2 separate regions of the Mus musculus genome follow, and region 1 is linked to region 2. A link is a contact called in public HiChIP or PLAC-seq data. All regions are on one chromosome and are shown on one strand. The core of a region is the stretch at or near the end of the contact, and the rest is flanking DNA. Distances in the headings are between cores, read along the strand shown. Region 1 overlaps Fzd6 (frizzled class receptor 6). Region 2 overlaps Atp6v1c1 (ATPase, H+ transporting, lysosomal V1 subunit C1).

The links. HiChIP or PLAC-seq counts read pairs in DNA pulled down with a chosen protein or histone mark.
Region 1: an H3K27ac HiChIP or PLAC-seq map of extraembryonic endoderm stem cells shows a contact between it and region 2, with 5 times the contacts expected there. The contact joins two enhancer-like sites. A contact is called at or near these places in 1 of 39 promoter capture datasets (cranial neural crest), 1 of 15 datasets of contacts at CTCF or cohesin (the NIH/3T3 cell line), 2 of 484 Hi-C or Micro-C datasets (long-term hematopoietic stem cells and uterus), 4 of 115 datasets of contacts at active chromatin or transcription factors (embryonic limb bud, embryonic midbrain, extraembryonic endoderm stem cells and 1 more) and 1 of 9 other capture datasets (adipose tissue).

The regions. Positions count from the first base shown.
Region 1 is chr15:39,030,953-39,033,773 of GRCm38.p6, reverse strand. It overlaps Fzd6 (frizzled class receptor 6), which reads right to left. Exons shown (of 7, transcript NM_001162494.1): 4 at 1,942-2,821. Among named protein-coding and RNA genes, the nearest start is that of Gm7194, 9.8 kb to the left of the region's middle. Within about 2 kb of position 1,558, at least 6 of the 459 cell types and tissues checked have an H3K27ac peak or open chromatin away from gene starts, as enhancers often do. A contact at or near this core is called in extraembryonic endoderm stem cells, where this site is marked.
Region 2 is chr15:38,685,398-38,688,097 of GRCm38.p6, reverse strand. It overlaps Atp6v1c1 (ATPase, H+ transporting, lysosomal V1 subunit C1), which reads right to left. Exons shown (of 13, transcript NM_025494.3): 9 at 1,202-1,294; 10 at 989-1,082. Among named protein-coding and RNA genes, the nearest start is that of Atp6v1c1, 25 kb to the right of the region's middle. Within about 2 kb of position 1,442, at least 4 of the 459 cell types and tissues checked have an H3K27ac peak or open chromatin away from gene starts, as enhancers often do. A contact at or near this core is called in extraembryonic endoderm stem cells, where this site is marked.

The DNA.
Region 1 (2,821 bases), core at 309-2,808, 350 kb before region 2:
ATTATACATTTTTAGTCTGTTTATTGCAAAAGGTTTGAAATAAGTTATATGAACAACAATTTTAAGTTCAATACATTTTTATGAAGTTCTGAACACGAAACTTCCATGTGTATCAAAATATGGCTGTTAACAGAAAAAAATACTTATGAGTGTTTTCAGAACCTTGGCATGATCTATTGCTCTTTCCTATTGATAGACTGTCCTCTCAGAATTGCGAAGATATTGGTCTGTGAGTATTTACTTATTTTTCTTTACTATAGTCTACATTTAAATATGTTTAGGGGCTACAAAAATGGCTCGGCAGTTAAGAGCAGTTGCTGCTCTTGCAGAGAATCCACGTTCAGTTCCTAGAACCTACACCGTGGATCACAGCTGTCTATAACTCCAGTTTAGAAGAACTGTCTGTGCTTTGTGGTACAAAGCTTACACGTGATGTATATACACACATGCTTGCAAACACTTACATGCACAAAAAGTAAAAATTAAAACATAAAAACAGTTAAACTCATATTTTATAATCTTTCTGCATTAATGCACATTATATTAAATTTTGATTGGCTACCACAAAACAAGTATTAGTAAGATGTAAAAGTATACAAATTTGATAAAAAGTAAAGTCACACTTTTGTTTAAAGCATGCTAGTCTTAATATATTTATTAAATAACAATATTTTCAAACATTATTGTAAGTGTTCAAATGTAAAAGTATTACACATATTGCACAGCTTTTTGTAACTACTACCCCTGGGAACCCCACCCACACCAGCACAGAGCAAGCTTTGCTTGAAGGTTTGTTTCTTTGTGAGTTCTAACTTACTCAACTAGCCCCTATTTAAACATATTTAGGTTAGTTCCCATGTAATTCCAACTGCTAATAATGTTGCAGTGTTCATCTCTATATCACTTAAATTGATTCTTCAGGAGGAGCTAAAAAAAAGAAATAGGGAGAGAGGGTAGGCAGAGGGAGAGGGAGGGTAGGGAGAGGGAGAGGGAGGGAGGGAGGGAGGGTAGGCAGAGGGAGAGGGAGGGAGGGAGGGAGGGAAGGTAGAGGGAGAGGGAGGGTAGGCAGAGGGAGAGGGAGGGAGGGAGGGAGGGAGAGATGGAGGGAGGGAGGGAGGGTAGGCAGAGGGAGAGGGTGCAGAAAGGAAAGCTGTCAGGTGTGCACCGTGCCATGCTACTGTTCTGCCACTCAGCTGCATCTCCAGCCAGATAAAATCTGTTTACTTTAATTAATTAATTTACTTGAGACCGAGTCTTGCTACATTCCCAGGCTGACTTTAAACTCAACAATCCTCTCCCTTGGCCTCCTAAGTATATAGGCACAATGCATACTGCTAAAATGTATTTTTTTTAATCCCCAAACTTTCATTTAAAAATTCAATGAAATTCTGTAACAAATTATATATTTTCAGGAATTTACAATTTTTAATCTAAAAACGCAGCCCCTTATAGTAATCCTCAGCCTCAGACACAGGGAACGTACTTTCTATTGTGTGTTCTTCTCAGTTAAGAATGGCAGGATGGGCTGGGCAAAAGGCAAAGTCTATTTTTAGATACACACACTGCACAAAAGGTTAAGCCCAAACATAGGGGTTTCCTACTAACCAAAGAGGTGGGGAAAAAAAAACCCTCTCCAATTCAGTAGATACTTTTTCTTTTCTTATGATGAGGCCTATTCTTCATAGTCTGCTTTTCATACACCGACTTAATTGTTGTTTTCACTTTAATGTTTGAAATATTTACAGGAGACTTGCTGTATTGTAACAGAGCTACTGCTTGAAGAAAGCACTCCTGGGCCAGTCCCCAGCCTGGCTACGACACCGGGGCTTACTCCCTGTGTCTGATAGCTCTCCTTAACTAAAGTCTACTTTTATGACCATGACAAGTGCACTTCTAGGAACATGAAGGTAAAGAGTGGCATATTCCAATGCTAGCACCTACCTGGTAAGGGCACGGGATGCGGTACTGGTGACAATGATCAGAGAACCATGTCATCTCCCAGGTGATCCTGTTCACTAGCTCATAGACATAGCAACCGAGAAGTGTCACTAAGGGCACAAGATACAGGCCACTGAAGACTCCGATGCGAATCATGAATTTCTTTAGCTTCTCTTGGTTCCGGCCATCATGCTGTATGACTTGTCGGACATGATTCAAGGAGATGATGCCGGCTAAGAGGAGAGACAGCCCAACAAATACGCAGAGGCACAGAGGCAGAAGGACGAAGTAGCGAGAGGCGTCCAGGTCATACAGGCCAACGAAGCAAACGCCGCTAATGTTGTCTCCTTCAACCTTATTCATAGCGAGCAGCATGACGGTCAGGAACCCGGGCGCCCCCCAGGCAACGGCATGGAACCACACTGCTTTTTGTTCAATAGCTTCGCAACTCCATTTTCTCCCGGCAGCTAAGAACCACGTAATGGTGAGAATCACCCACCACACGGTGCCAGCCATTGTAAAAAAATACAGAAACATAAATACCACACTGCAAGCCTTATTCTTTGACCCTAGGACAACGGTGTCCCCGAGCTCCAGCTTCTCGTCTGCCTTATTACAAGCCGTGCTATTGCCCAGCAAAAACCCCACGAAGTACATGAGAGAGACAATGCTGTAGCAGACAGAGTAATAGATAATTGGTCTCTCTGGGTATCTGAATCGTCTAACGTCAATTAAAAATGTAAGGAACGTGAACAGAGTTGCACAAAGACAAAATATTGAAACTATTCCTATGAAACTTTTGGCAAAGTCTAGTTCATCACTTTTAAAATACATATTGGGGCACGGAGGGGCACACTGTTCAATTCCCAGAAACCTATAGCCT
Region 2 (2,700 bases), core at 193-2,692:
TCAAAGATGTCAAACAATGCCTCTTCCTGTCGACCTACAAAGACATCATTGACTTAACACCTAACTTAGGATCATTTGGATGTACCAAACAACTATGTTTAGGCCAAGAGGATACAATAAGCTCTGATGGAAATGTCTGCTCTTTGAGCTTCCAGGCACACAGCATGTGACATCTGCCTGCTAGGAAGCAGAGCAGTCAGTGGGGTAAGTGGTTGTGCAGCTGTGCAGGGTCAAGGGTTCCCTGGTGTCTGAGGAAAGCCTGGGCTGGCCTGGGAGGAGCTGCCACAGGCATCTCCTTCTTATACACAACCCTGAGCTGCTGGGGATGGACACATATTTAATTGTACATCTTCATTACCTTTGAGACAAGCTCTCATGTAACCAAGGATAACCTAGAACTCCCTTACCCTCTGCTCTTCCCCCAGTGCTGGGATTACAGGGTGTGCCCCCACAGCCAGTGTTTGGCACTGTGGCACTGTGGCTTTGTGCACGTTAAGTAAGCACTCTACTGAACTACATCTTCAGTCCCAACATTTACATTTTTCAAGCACCAAATTATAAACTACATTTTCATATTTTCCTCCCCTTTCAGTATCCCCAGAATGTATTTTTCCATTTTCCAAGAATCAAAAGCAAAATAAGCTCTAAAAAAAATCCAATGAAGAGACTACAAAAGGAGGCTGCGGCTCAGAGGTGGGACCTGAGGTGTAAAGGGGCTGAGGCAGGCATGGACACACAGCCCAGCTGTGGGAGTGCTGACAGAGGGACCTGGCACTTGCTGGCTGCCTATAATCCCTACACTCTAAAGCTGAGGCAAGAGAGTCCCCGAGCTCCAGACGGCCCTGGGCCACACAGTGCATTCCACCTGACCATGGGATGAAACTGTCTCAAAAGAGGAGGATAGTAAAGGACCTCAAACCCTAGTCAGAGACAGCAGCACTGCTTCATCCTCTGCTGCACACTGACAACACTAAGGAAGGACACGTACAAACTGCTTCTTCTTGTCAGTAGACAGCCTGGTCATTTCTTCTTTATCTGCTTTCATCTCCTCCTCGTTATACTGGAAGTCACGAACTATGAACCTAAATATGGAGGAAAATCCAAATTTGTCTACACCACATATAGCCAAGCCAACACATTTAAAAAAAAAAAAATATACATCTCTGTATATACATGAGACAGATTAGACAGATAGACTTACTTGTTTTCTCTGGCTTTGTGTCTGAAATCATCAACTGCTTTTCTAAACAAGGTGACGTTACAAAGATAACTGTCTTGGTCCTCTGAAAGAACACTAAAGGGGGAAAAAGTCATTTTAAGCTCTATACTTAAACAGCAGAATTGAGAAACAGGATGAGAAGGGACCCTCACCTCACTTCATCTGCACCACCTCCAACGGGAAAGACAATGGGCACTCCTGACAGACAGGCCTTCACACCCTCTACCACACCTCCTAGCTAACAAAGTTATCTGCTCACACTCTGGAGCGTGCAGTTCAACTTCTAGCACCAGTCTGCTTGGTCAAACTGTCTCTTCTTGTCTCATGAACTATTCTTCCTCTTTCCAGTCTAATCCAGCCAGCTCACCAGGGTCTGCCTCAACCACTCTGGACTGCTATCAACTCCTGTCTCCCCACCCACCACACCCCCAATCAGAACTTGCCAGCTCGGTAACAGAACCCAGGTACTCTCCTAACCACTGAGCCACCTCTCCAGCCCATAGTATTTATTTATAATATGGTGATTCTAAAACAGAAGCAAGACTGATGAAACTGAAAGGGTTCTTGAGGAATTTAAATGCTTTCTTTTTAATTAAATAAATTAAAATTAGACAAAGTATTTTAAGTTTCATTTTCCCCAGAAGCCTAGTGAACTCCTCATCCGTCCAGTAAATTCAGGTGCTAACTACAGAGCTCACCTAAAGGCTGGCTTTAAGAACTAAATCTGCCCTGGCTCTTGACCAATCAGCTGGTCAGTCACTTGAGGCCACCTCCACAGCACAGGACAGGGAGGGCCTCACCGCCATCATCAGTGAAGTGCTCCTGATTCAGAACACTGACACCTCCTTCCCTAAGCCACCCTATGAAATGATCGCCTAGTTCTTTTCCTAGTGCCTTTCAAACTCAGGTGGACAGTGAGCCACAGGAAGGGTTTTAATGAGAGCTGGAGAGATGGCTCAGCAGTTAAGAGCAGGTTGAGGTTGAGGTCTCAGATTCATAACTACAGTTTCAGGGGAGCCAATGCCTTCTTTGACATCCCTGGGCACCAGGCATGCACATGGTACACATGTACACACACACACACACACACACACACACACACACACACACACACACACACAAACACTCCTAAAAGAATCTTTCAAATTTAAGAATATTAGTTGAAAACAAATAAACCTGGATGTGATGGATCACACCTGTGATCCCAACACTTGGGAATCTGAGCCATGAAGATCATTAGGAGTACAAGGCCAGCCCGGGCCACAGAGTGAATTCTAAGCTAGCCTGCACTACAGAAAGAGAATCTTTCTCAAAAGGAATCCAAAATCTAGGTAAGATGATACCCACGTATGCACTATCTAGCTAAGATGGTATTACTCAGCCCTTGGGAGGCAGAGTTGAAAGGATCATGAGCCCCAAGCCAGACCTGGCTACACATATGTCAAGCTTGGCCTGGTGGAACATACAGCCCTTGAGAGATA